Linked DNA regions of Rattus norvegicus: all the other regions are linked to region 2. Evidence: chromatin contacts called from public Hi-C data. All regions are on one chromosome and are shown on one strand. The core of a region is the stretch at or near the end of the contact, and the rest is flanking DNA. Distances in the headings are between cores, read along the strand shown.

Region 1 (3,873 bases), core at 604-3,103, 76 kb after region 2:
TAGCTGGCCGAGGGAGTAGCTGGCATCCATCAGGTCCCCCGCTTTACCTTCTGTCATGCTTCAAGGCCTTTTCAAGACAAGATGGGCAGCAAGAGAGAGAATGACCTAGAGGGTGAACTCCACAGAGCATGCCCGGCATATTCTGCCTGTGCTCACTGATCACTGTGGACCTGGAGGGCCACAGGGAGTGAGTGCAGGAGCACAGCCCAGCACATGTTCAGGAACTCTCAGGTCTCAGAAATTAGATCCTCGATACCATGTGGCCTCCTTGTTCTTGAGAGAGGTGTCACTCTCTGAAGCCAGCATCTTCCTTCGTTACTCTTTCCCTCTGTCCCCTGTCCTTTCCTCCTCATCCCTACAGCCTTTCATCTGCCCTCACTTTCCCTCAGGTTGTCTTGGGGCTGTCCCCACCCTGCTACATTGCAACCTTCACAGAAACCATCCTGCCCTCCCACCCCCACCCCACCCTAGAACACAGAGCACCCAACTTCTTCCAAAGAACCATTTCACATGTGAGATCCCCCACACGAATGTGGGGTTGGCAGAGTGCCATCTTTCTGACATACATTTCCTCTTCCTTTGCAGTTAAAAACCTTTGACCGCGAGAGCGACCTCCACACTTGCTGTAATAGAAGCTTGCACAATTGTGCTGGGGAACAGAGTCTGGGGGCACGGGGCGGGCACTCTGAGACTCACCCCTGCGAGACTCCATTCTGTGGAGCAGGAGTGAGGCGGGTTCTCTTGTAGAGCAGAGGCATCAGGAAGGAGGCAGCACAGGACCAGCCTTTTCTCACAGGGAGGTAACTCACTTAGTGTCCCTGCTCTAAGCTGGGAAGAGTCTCCCACCTCAGTGCCTTTTGGTTTGAAGTGATGTCTCACATCACCCAGACTCGCTTTGATTTCAAGAATGGCAAACTTCTGGTCCCCCTGTCTCCACTTGGCAAAGTTCTGGGATTACAGTCGAGGACCCCTCAGGCAGTTTAGATTCTTGACTTTATAGGATACACCTCACCTATTTAGCCTTGTGTCGAGGTCACCCACTCTGGCCTTGGTCAGAACATGGACTGTAGGCACCTAAATCCAGGCTGCTCTCTTCTCACTTTGTGTTACTGAGCCTCAGTTTCCTTGTCTGTAAAATGGCCACAATAATATTTTATAAGGCTTAAGTGAGTTTACATGCAGTAAGCTTTTAAAACAGCACCTAGCACTGGGTCTCCAGCGTGACCAGCTACCTGGATTCTCCTTTGGTCCATCGCTACTTTGTACAGTCACCCTGGCGTATTTGAGATCATCAAGGTTAGGATGGCTTGCCTTGGACTTGTATATACTGTGCCTTGCTCCTCTCCCAGAACTAGTATTGCCCATGTCCATCTGCTGCTGGGGAGAAGGTTCTACCTTGACTGCTCAGAGCATTGGCGTTCAGCTAAAACATACAACGGAGACCCTCGAGGTCACAAGGGTGCGACAGTTGTTCTTAGGAATGATAGCTTGTCACATATTATTTATTGGGGATCAAACGAAGGTTTCCCCCAGCAACCATCTGTGCTGGCTTGGGGGTGATCTCCCCGTCTCCTCGTGGGAGATGACTTGCTGCCTCACCTGCTGCTTCTGATTCCTTGGCTTCCATGACAGTCACCGCAGTGGTGTCCATGTGCAGGGCCTGCTCAGAGGACAGTAGTGACCTCTGTTCAGCTACGTGGGTGTCCTTGTAAGAACAGCCTGTCATTTCATCAGACCTGAGGAAACATGACTGACCCGAATGACCGTGGGCAGACATGACCTCACTGATAGTGGGTAGATACAGTGCGAGCACAGCCGGTGTGTCCAGGCCACTCTGTCCAGATGTAGGCTGCAAGGGAGGACATTGCCACGTGTTCTCAGGTTGCCCTCAGCCACAACCAGTGACCCAAGTCATCTGTGCACACCTAACCTTCTGAGTACAGAGATGAGGGTGTCTCCTCTGGGTAGCTCCAGCCTCCAGTGGCCTCAGGGAAACATGGCAGGGCCCTGAACCTTGTTTATACTGCAGTGTGAAAACCTTGTAAGAGATCAGGGATCCAGCCACAGACTCAGCCTTGCTGGGACATACATGTCCTGGAAATCCTGGCTCCTCTATGACCCAAATAGAGGGCTCTGAAGAGAGGTGTAAGCTCCAGAGTTTAAAGGGTCAGGTTGAGACCACGTGCCCCCTGCCCCTGCTCTATATCCCCAACCCCCACCCTGTCAGAATAAAGTTCCAAAGTCCCTGGCCAGTAAATGACTCCCCTTGAGAGAGGCCACCTGGAGGGTATTATTCGTGCTGGCAGTAATAGAAAACACAGCAAGAGAACAACTCCTCACCAAGTCCTATGTGGGCCCTGCTGTCATGTGAGGTTCCTCACAGAACAGTTGTCTTGTGCAGTGGCCCAGCAACCACATGGGAACAATACCACTCCTCTCCCCTTCCAGCAAAGACAGCCCAGGTCCAACTGCATGAGGACACCCTCAGAGCTGAACAACAGATCTGAGGGCCGAGTTTTGGTTCAGACCAGGCTGCCTGAGGCTAGGCCTACTCTTCTCCTGCCACCCCATTAGGCCGGAGGATACGGAGCTCGCTCACTGGAAAAAGAACTTGTGCAGGGGCCTGAGTTCTGTCAGATCCAGGAGGAGGAAGAAGTGGCTGAACTCTAGATGGATCTCAGGAAGATGGCTGTCCTGGTCTTACAGTGGGAGGCTGGCTCCTTGTGGGAGCCAGGTCCTATGAAATGAGAAGGACAAGTCATGGATAACTTTGACCCCAGACCATGCATGTCCCCATGCCTGCTAGCTGCCCTCCTGTGAGAGGAGCTGTCAGCTTTCCACCTCACAGACATCACTCTTCAAACATCAATTCTCACTCTGGCACCCGCTTTCTTTGGAAGATTGCAAAAATTAAATCGTTTTTAAGCAACAAAGCAACGCTCTGGGGTTTGCCATGAGCTTGTGAAATGAGCGGAACTTGGCGGTTGGTTTCTCCCCCATCCGTCGTCCCTGGGGGCCCAGGGAGATTTGGGTTGGCCCTTTACTCTCTCTTGTCTAGAGCTGATCTTGCCAACTAGGGCCTGGTTATTGCCTCATGAACTAAGTTCTAGAACAATCTAGGGAAATGGCCCCCTTATTGGACTCTAGGGCTGCTTTCCCTCTGCTTCTGGTTATTGGTAGTGGTGGGAGGGATTAAAAGTACCAAGATAACTGGTGATCCCCTCCTCAGAGGCCAGCTGTGTTTTGAATCAACAGGGTTAGACTCAAAGGGGAGCAGACCTGAGCAGTCTATCTACCTATGGGAGTTCGCTCACTCTTCTCCTAAGTGAAACCAGGGATCCTCTGACAGCAAGAAGAGCAATCTGGTGGATGATCCTGTCCTCTGCAGAACATGCCTTCTGTGAGCCCATGCCCCTCCCACCGCTGGCTAGATTTGTGCATCTGAGCCAAATATACGGGGCTGGTTTGTTTATAGCATCTCCATACTCTTAGCTGCAAGGTCAAGTTCATGCAATCGGGTCCTGACCGGTGCCAGGGTAGTAGGACAGACAAACAGAGTTCTTTGCTATTGTGCAGAAGCCTGGACATAACAGAGAGACACTCCTCTCAATAAGCGAGCTGACACAGATCAAAGGGCCAAGGGGGCACCTGGCCTTCAACAGAGTGGCAACCTTTTCCTAGTCCTGAAAGCAGCATCCAAGGGAGAATCCTGGGTGCTAAGTCTGCTCTACCCTCTGCCAACTGTCAGCCCGGTACTCTCTCTTCTTTTGCACAGGGGTGCTGGTAACAGTGCTCTTGGAACCATCAAGAGGATTAAGTGACTTTTAATGGAAAGCCTAGATCAATCACCGAGGCCATGGTACATGGGGTTGT
Region 2 (3,922 bases), core at 1,104-3,603:
TCCATATGTTGTTCCATGGTGAGTGAGTGTGGGGGGGAGGAAACATGGCTTGGGCAAGGGAAATTCAGCTTTATGACTTATTTGTTCAATGAAATATTTTTTTTTTGAAATCTGCCCTGGGTTAGACCTTGCCTAAGATCTAGGAATCCAAGACCCACCCTGTTGGCCAGGAGATCGCCACTGAGTTACAGAGACCTACCATTAGTATCACAATGGAAGAACACCCAGTGTTCCAGGGGACAGAAGGGCATCTACCTCAGAGCGCTAGGGAGCTAGGGTGCTACCTGGAAGAGGTGGCCTTTGCCTCATATCTTGAAAGATACATAGGAGTTTTCTGGAAGAAGAAGTAGGAACGTGGCCACCATATCCTGAGAGTCAGGTCAGGTAATACATACTCCACACGGGATTTTTAAAAAATAATGTTTCATGGAAGTTAAACAATTTGTCCAAGGGGAAGAAGATGTGGAGGGGTCATCACACACTCTCTGGGGAGACACCTGCCTCATTCTGGACCCAGGTAGTGCTCATCTTCTTCTAGGTAAGGAAATGTTCACATCAGACATGGAACGGGCTGTGTTTGTACCACTGCTCACATGTGAAGGTCAGGGGTCAACCTTCAGGAGTTGGTTCTCTCCTTCCCCAGGGTGGGTCTCAGGGATTGCAGGTCTGAGCTCAGGCTTAGAGGCAAGGACCTTTACCTGCTGAGACATCTCCATGGCCCAACACGGTTCTCTTTAATTATTACAAAGACTACGTTAGTGGAGAAGGTGGTGATAGGCATGGTGTTTCTAGCTACTGGGTAAGGGGCTCCAGTGAGGGAGAGCAAAGTGGCTGTCCACGGACACCATGTTGAGGAGAAAGCCAACCTTCTCTGGCCCTGCCTCTGGTGATTGACAGGTGTGTTTAATGCATTTTTCTTTTGGCTGAGTAGAGTCTCAGTTTCCCCATTTGCTTGTTTTTACCAAAGTTCAGAGCTGAAAATACAAAGGGGGCTCTGAGAGGAGAGACAAGGAAAGGTACAGTGGAGACGAGAGGGTGATGGAACTCATATGGTGTGAGAGCAGAAGGAGAGGCTCTCTTGGGAAGGAAAGGTGCCAGACAGATGGGGCAGGCAGTGGAGCAGCAAATAGGAATGAAATACAAGCTGGATGTGACACACCTATCATCCCAGCACTCTGAACATGGGAGCAGGAGGATCAGAAGTTCACAGTCATCTTCTGCTACAAAAGTTCATAGCCAGCCTGAGCTACATCATACCTCAGAACCACACACCAAAGAACATAGCATGGTGTTGTGTACACATCCCAATGTCATGGAAAAAGCCATTTCTTGTGTTGCTAGCTTAGAAAAAGTCAATAATAGGGTCTGGGGAGATGGCTCATCAGGTAAAGCATTTGTCTCTTAAGCTTGATGACCTGAGTTTGAGTCCCCAGGACCCATGTATACGCTAGGTTGACATGGTGACCTGCCTGTAGTTTTTGCCTCAGCAGAAAGACAGAGACGGAAGGTCCCCAGAGTAAGCCTGTTAGCAAGGACCCCCCACCTCCCCCCAAAATACTCGGCTGGACAATGCAGTCAGGCTGGAGCTGCCGCCCTTAGAGAGCAGCAGGTGCTGGCGGTTCTGAGTGGCTGCCACATCATCTTGTGACAGTCACACAAGTCCACACCACGAGGCGGCCTCTTTTACCCCGGTTGCTCTATCCTGGTAGCCCAAGGTCAAAGCCTGTGACATCTGGGTCTGCGCACTGTGCCTTCTCACCATGTTCCTGACCGCACTGATGGAGCATGGGAGGAAGCAGCAGATGTCTCTCCTCCACATGACATTGACAGCAGTACTCAGAGTCTCCCGGGGCCTCGGACAAATGACTGTTACGGGGACGGGATAATGGTGATATACTCGGGGCCTGCCAGTTGGTTAGGCCGGTGGCTTTAATGGCTATCTTGGAGGTGACATTCCATTAGGGGTGATTGAACTTAATTTTAATGGCAGGATGACTTAATGTCTCACCCTCCCTCCCAGGTTCCAAGGTCAATCAGAAAACTTTTTTTTTAAAACTCAGGAAAACTGTGCCTCAAAATCTTCACAATGTGCCAGTTTGGGTTAATGCTAAAATACTGAACCATTATGGGTAATTGTAGGAACAAGCTTGTTTATCTACTTGAGCCTAGTGCCTTGGAGTCAGATAGCTTTGGGCTGAAGGTGAACTCTGCCTCTGCTTATATGGTTTCAGGTAGGTAGACACTCTGCTTCAGTTCCCTTATCTGTAGAGCTGTGAACTGTTGGCCTTGTGCAGGGTTGTTTTGAGGGTCACATTATTTTGGCTGTGTGAGTCACACGGTACTCTGCCCTACACAGGGAAGAGCTGCAGAAAAGGCTGTTGCTATGTACCGGTGACCTCTCCCTGGATGACAGTGCAGAAACAGCTTGAGGGAGGAAGGGTTTATTTCAGCACAAGGTTTTAGGTGATTTCAGGGCACCATGTTGGCAAAGGCATGGTACAGGGAGCCTTGTGTTAGTAGGAAATAAAGGCAGGTGACCAGGAGACAGAGATAGACGAGAAACAGGACTGGGCAGTAGCCCTCAATGCCTCTCCCCTGTGACCTATTTCTGTCAGCCAGGCCCAACTCTTAAAGGTTATATGGCCTGAATTTTCACAACAGTGCTACCGGTTAAGGACCAAGTGCTCGAGCCATGACAGACATTTTAGATTTAAACTCTAGCATGGTATTAGTTGTGTGGGGTAAGACCGGTAGATGGTTGGGTGGGGTGAGAGGTGCAGGGAGGAGCACAGGGAGGTCAATATGAAGAGTGCACTGGGGTCCTTTTGGAGGCATGGGGAGACTTGGGCCCATGGATATCAGAGCTGGTGTCAGGGCCTGTCACTTGCAAGCCGGGTGGGACATGGATGGAGTTTTAGAAGTTGTTTGCAGGGCTGAGTGGGTTCCTCAGTTCCTGGGGAAGGAGGAAGCAGGTGGAGGGTACAGTCGCATGACCAGAGGTTGAGAGAAACCAGGAAGGCTGGAGAGAGAATAGCACCTCAAGGAAGCAGCCAGATGGTGTCAACAGGTGTGTCAGCAGCCTAAGAGGGCCAAGAGAGGTGGAGAAGCTGGAGCTGCTGGGGTCAACTGTGGGTAGCTTGTGTGGGGGCAGATATGGAGGACTCTTGGAGGAGCTGGGGATCCAGGAAGGAAGGTCTATGGGGTTGGGTGAGTCAACAGTAATCTTGGTTAAATGAAATTCTGTAAATGGCTGTTTCCCTTCTCAGCTGGGACTCTCCTCACTGATGACAGACATGAGACCTCTGTGACACCCAGCCAGAGCTCCTATCCCTGGACCATGGCAGGCACCCAGTCCCTCTGTGATGATTACTCTTGAGTATCAACTTGGCAGGATCTGGAGTCACTGTCTCAGTCAGGGTTTCTATTCCTGCACAAACACCATGACCAAGAAGCAAGTTGGGGAGGAAAGGGTTCATTCAGCTTACACTTCCACATTGCTGTTCATCACCAAAGGAAGTCAGGACTGGAACTCAAGCAGGTCAGGAAGCAGGAGCTGAGGCAGAGGCCATGGAGGGATGTTACTTACTGGCTTGCTTCCCCTGGCTTGCTCAGCTTGCTCTCTTAAAAAACCCAGGACCACCAGCCCAGGGACAGCACCACACACAATGGGCTGGGCCCTCCCCACTTGATCACTAGTTGAGAAAATGCCTTACAGCTGGGTCTCACGGAGGCATTTCCTCAAGGGAGGCTCCTTTCTCTGTGATAACTCCAGCTTGTGTCAAGTTGACACACAGAACCAGCCAGTACAGTCACCATGGAAACAAGACTCTGGGTGTACCTGTGAAGGATCGAGGTTAGGTTTATGGAGGCGGAAGATCCACTGTGAATGTGGGTGGCACTGTTGGGCTGGGGCTGGGGCCCC
Region 3 (4,081 bases), core at 216-2,715, 79 kb before region 2:
TCTGCAATCTGGGATTTGATTACCATAGTGGATATTTGGCACTTGAGGTCTGCCATGCCTGTCTCTACCCTTGACCCTGGTCATCTGTCCTGATCCATCCAGCTGCCACATAGAGGCTGCTTAAGAGAATGTAGCCATGTGTTATTCCCTCATAGAACTCAGAAAAACAAGTCTAGACCACGGGGACAGAGAGCACATGGGGGTCTATCTTGGATAGATATGACCTATCAGAGAAACTTCATATTCATATTGCTTTGTTTTTAACAGGATTGTACAGGGAAGACAGGGCCCAACACGAATGGTGTCTTCAGTCACCTTTCCGCCTTATTTTTTGATACGGGGAGCTCACTGCATGTGGAGCTCATTAGATCAGAGAGTCCAGATGTCAGCAAACAGGCTCTTCCAGTCTGCTTCCCCAGAGTGGAGTGCTGTGCTACACTGACTTCTTATGCAGGCTCTGGGGATTGGAACTTGGGTCCTCAAGCTTGGCAGCACTTTTATAGACTAAGCCATTTCTTCAGTCTTCATTGTTGATTGTTGTGTATGGGCTTCACTAGTGACCATTCTTTGAGAACTTGCTGAATGTTATCCTGAGAGCACATGATCTAGTCTACAGGGGCTTTGAGGACAGAAGTGACCTCTGTTCATAACTGCAAGGCTGTAAGAGGAAGCCCCACGTCCACTTGACGGCTTTGCTATCTGATGGATCCAGTCTTTCTAACAGCCAGGGTTTCGAAGGAGCTGACCTCTTTTCCTCCCTCTGAGACTGGGAGAGACCAGCTTCACTTTAGCCAGCTCAGTCATGGAAGGCTGAACTCAGAAGATGCTGCCCAGTGTGAGGGCTGATGGTGTAGGGGTTGAGTACCCAGGGGTGCAATAGCCGCCAGGACCTCCACTGTTGGCTTTGTGTCACAGCGAGCAGGGGGGCAGGAGAGGCCAGAGCAGAGATCTTCTCTGTCCAAGCTTGGCGTGCAGCGGTTTCCTGCTTTACTAAGTGGCCGTTGCTCTGTACTGATGATTCATGATGTTTGGAAAGTGTGGCTGTACACTGAACAGGGAAGTGAAGAATAACACAGCCAAGGTCAAGGCAGGACAGGACAGGACAGGACAGTGCCATTACCAGCCAAACACTGTGTGGAAGATCCAGAGGGTGAGGGCCATAGTAAGTCTAGGTCTGGTGGTCCGTGGCAGAGTGGGCCCCTTGCAGCTTGCCAAGTAGGGGTCACCTGTCTGTCTCTGGAAGCCAGTGCTGGTCTTGGGTGAGCTGGGCAGGAGGAGGAAGTAGAGGGTGAGTCAGCATTTGTTTCCTCTCTGAGTCAGGGTCGGCTCCATTTCTGAGGTTGGAGCCAGGGGGCACTGTGTGGCCTTCTGTGGATTCTTTGAACTTGAAGTCAACACTGATGCTCTGCCCCCTAAGGCTGCTGGCCCTCCAGTGACCTTTTGGATGAGTAAGGGGATTAGGTTGGATCCTGCAGCCCTACCATGAGCCAGACTCCCCTCTGACTCAACTGGAGCCCTTCCTGTGGTCAGTGGACAGAGCGCAGAGCTTTCTGGGGGCTGTGCCCAGATCAGGGCATCCTCATGCCTAGAGTCAGCTTTAGGTCTGAGGTGGATAGTGAGGCCATCTCCCTGGGCATCAGTTAACCCTTAGGTCGGTGACGCGGTACTAGGAGGATGAATGCGTGGTTAGGGCAATCAGACAAGGACTCTCCACGGACAGTGCAGAGCTGACTGTGTTGCTTTTGCCACCTATAACGTGCCCTAAGAGCATTCCATGTGCCCAGTGGTGCGATTACCCATCCGACGGAGACCTGGGACTCCTCTACAGAACACTTCTGTGCCCTGGCCCTTGTTGCTTACCCATCATCGCCTTAAATGGTTAGTGCTGTGATCTTCCAGCACGTCTTTCTCACTTCTTTTTTCCTTCCATACACACACACTGCATGAACAGGCAGATGTTTGGCTGGTCTAGCTCAGCCTAGCAATGGTCACCTCAAGTTGGTGGAGACATCTAGCCACAGTGAGAATGATGTGAGTTGAAGCGGTTGGAGCTTCTGGTGCAGTGACAGGCAGGGCAGCGCTCTTGCTCTCACGCCAGCTTCCTCTGAACTCTGATTCCAATCACTGGTCTTTGAGAAACTTCCTCTACCATGGTAGGCCATGTAGAAGATGGCGGCTTTCGATACCACACACATGCCTCGCTGCTGGGGAGTGACTCAAAGTTCAAAGTCCCAGACATAAATAGCCTTGGTGGCCTTTGCTAGGGCCAGGCAAGTGTCAGTGGCCCATCCATGGAGGTGGTACGGAGAGTATTGATCTAATTGCTCACATTTGGGCTAAGTGATGAGCAGGTCCCTGCCTAAGGCAGACAATGAGGCTCTTCTTGAGTCCCAGCATGAAGATGTGGCCTTCCTGTCCCTGTTCGCCTTACCCAGAGCCCAGCAGTGAGGAGTAGGGCCCCAGCGTGGGCTCATCTGTCCTTTGAGCTGTTATTTCCTGGGAGGATGTGGTGGTGGGTGAAGGTCTCCTTTTGGAGGTCGAGCTTCAGGTAACAGCTGTGTGATTTCTTTTTGAGCAGAATTCCTTGGAGAGTGTACTTCACAACCAAACGGAAGAATAAAAGGACGATTCTCAGAAGCACACCAAAAACGAAACCAAATAAAAACCCCATAAAAAATCCCTATAGGGTAGAGGAAATACCAGTCTGATGCCTTTTGTGCCTTGTGCTGGGTCATAAAGGGCAGATTCACTAAGAGGTGGTGTTGATGTGGCAATGTTTGGACTTGAGAGAGAATGTTCTGGAAAACAATAAAAGGTGACACCCACGCGTCTATGTGCTTGCGTGGTGACTGGCGGCCGTCGGGACTGCCTCATGGCCAGGGCATGTGTGGAACCTGGGAGAAGCGCTGAGCAGGAAGAGGCTCAAAGTTTTCACATGGTCACCAAGAGCTGGCAACTGTCACCGGGCCTGCCCCTGTAGGGCATGACTGATGTCAGAGGATCTCTGACCTCCATTTAGTCACCAGATACCAGTCTGGGACTCTCTTTGAAGATAAGTAAACAATCACAGTGCTGATAATAACAGCTGGGTGATGTCACCCAGTTATCTGTAGCTTAAAGAGCTGCACCTGGGTGCTGGAGTGACAGGCGTCGGGCTTTCTGTTCCCTCCTGGGCCTTCTTCACCAAGGGCCACAGTTTAGGGGTTCCGAAGGGAGCAGAGGATGTGGTGACTTTCACTCTTGTTTCAGGAGGTGACAGCATGCCAGGGATGGAGCTGTGCTGTCAACCACAGCAGCTGCGTGCGGCCTGTGGCTAGCAGGTCAGCCTGCATGGTTACCTGCCATGGGGCTTGTGGGAGATCTCGGTTCTGCTCTGTGGCTTTGAGCAGCTGGGAAGCCATGATGTGTGTGCGAGACACGTGTGCGCATGTCGGGTGTTTTGTGTATGGTGTGTATGGGGGTGTGTGGGTAAACGTGTGGGTGTTGTGTTGTGAATTGTTTGTGGGGGAGTGTAGGGTGTGTGTATATGTTGTGTATGGTGTATGTGTGTATTAGGGTGTGGTTTGTACGTGTGTGTGTGTATGTGTGTGTGTGTGTGTGTGTGTGTGTGTGTGTGTGTGTGTAGAGGCTGTGTGACAAGTGCTCACATAGCTCAGGCTGGCCCCAAGCATGCTGAGTAGCCAAGGCTGACCTTCATCTCGGATCCTCCTGCTCCCACCTCAGTGCTGAGATCACAAGGGTACACACTGCCTGACCCAGCTTCTGTGTGTCCTCTGCTAAGTTCTCAGCCCTGGAGGCAGCTCTGAGCCTTTCAGAACCGACCCATCCAGGTTGTCATTTACTCCTCTAGCTGACATTTCCCTCCTCAGTCACAGTGAGAGCAGCCGCTCATTTCGTGTCGGTTGCCCTCAACTGAGAACTTGCCTTCCTACTTTCCTTTTGTGAGGGTGAAAGTTCTAACCCCACAACCTTGCAGTGTGGCCTCTTTGGGTCTTAGAAGGTGATCAAGGTAAAAGCTCGTTGCAAGGAGCCCTCATGCAATCCAGCTGGTGCTTTGAAAGAAGATTGCTGAGCAGGCTGG

Evidence for each region. A called contact is a pair of places that touch in the nucleus more often than the background predicts.
Region 1: a contact with region 2 is called in a Hi-C map of liver, with 4 times the contacts expected there. The contact joins two enhancer-like sites. A contact is called at or near these places in 2 of 12 Hi-C or Micro-C datasets (kidney and liver).
Region 3: a contact with region 2 is called in a Hi-C map of liver, with 5 times the contacts expected there. The contact joins two enhancer-like sites. A contact is called at or near these places in 4 of 12 Hi-C or Micro-C datasets (hepatocytes, kidney and liver).

The regions. Positions count from the first base shown.
Region 1 is chr19:71,580,106-71,583,978 of GRCr8, reverse strand. LOC134483665 (a long non-coding RNA gene) reads left to right here. Exons shown (of 3, transcript XR_010060528.1): 3 at 1-2,928. Among named protein-coding and RNA genes, the nearest start is that of Irf2bp2, 120 kb to the right of the region's middle. Within about 2 kb of position 1,853, at least 6 of the 93 cell types and tissues checked have an H3K27ac peak or open chromatin away from gene starts, as enhancers often do. A contact at or near this core is called in liver, where this site is marked.
Region 2 is chr19:71,656,657-71,660,578 of GRCr8, reverse strand. No RefSeq gene overlaps it. Among named protein-coding and RNA genes, the nearest start is that of Tomm20, 170 kb to the left of the region's middle. Within about 2 kb of position 2,353, at least 9 of the 93 cell types and tissues checked have an H3K27ac peak or open chromatin away from gene starts, as enhancers often do. A contact at or near this core is called in liver, where this site is marked.
Region 3 is chr19:71,734,550-71,738,630 of GRCr8, reverse strand. No RefSeq gene overlaps it. Among named protein-coding and RNA genes, the nearest start is that of Tomm20, 96 kb to the left of the region's middle. Within about 2 kb of position 1,465, at least 41 of the 93 cell types and tissues checked have an H3K27ac peak or open chromatin away from gene starts, as enhancers often do. A contact at or near this core is called in liver, where this site is marked.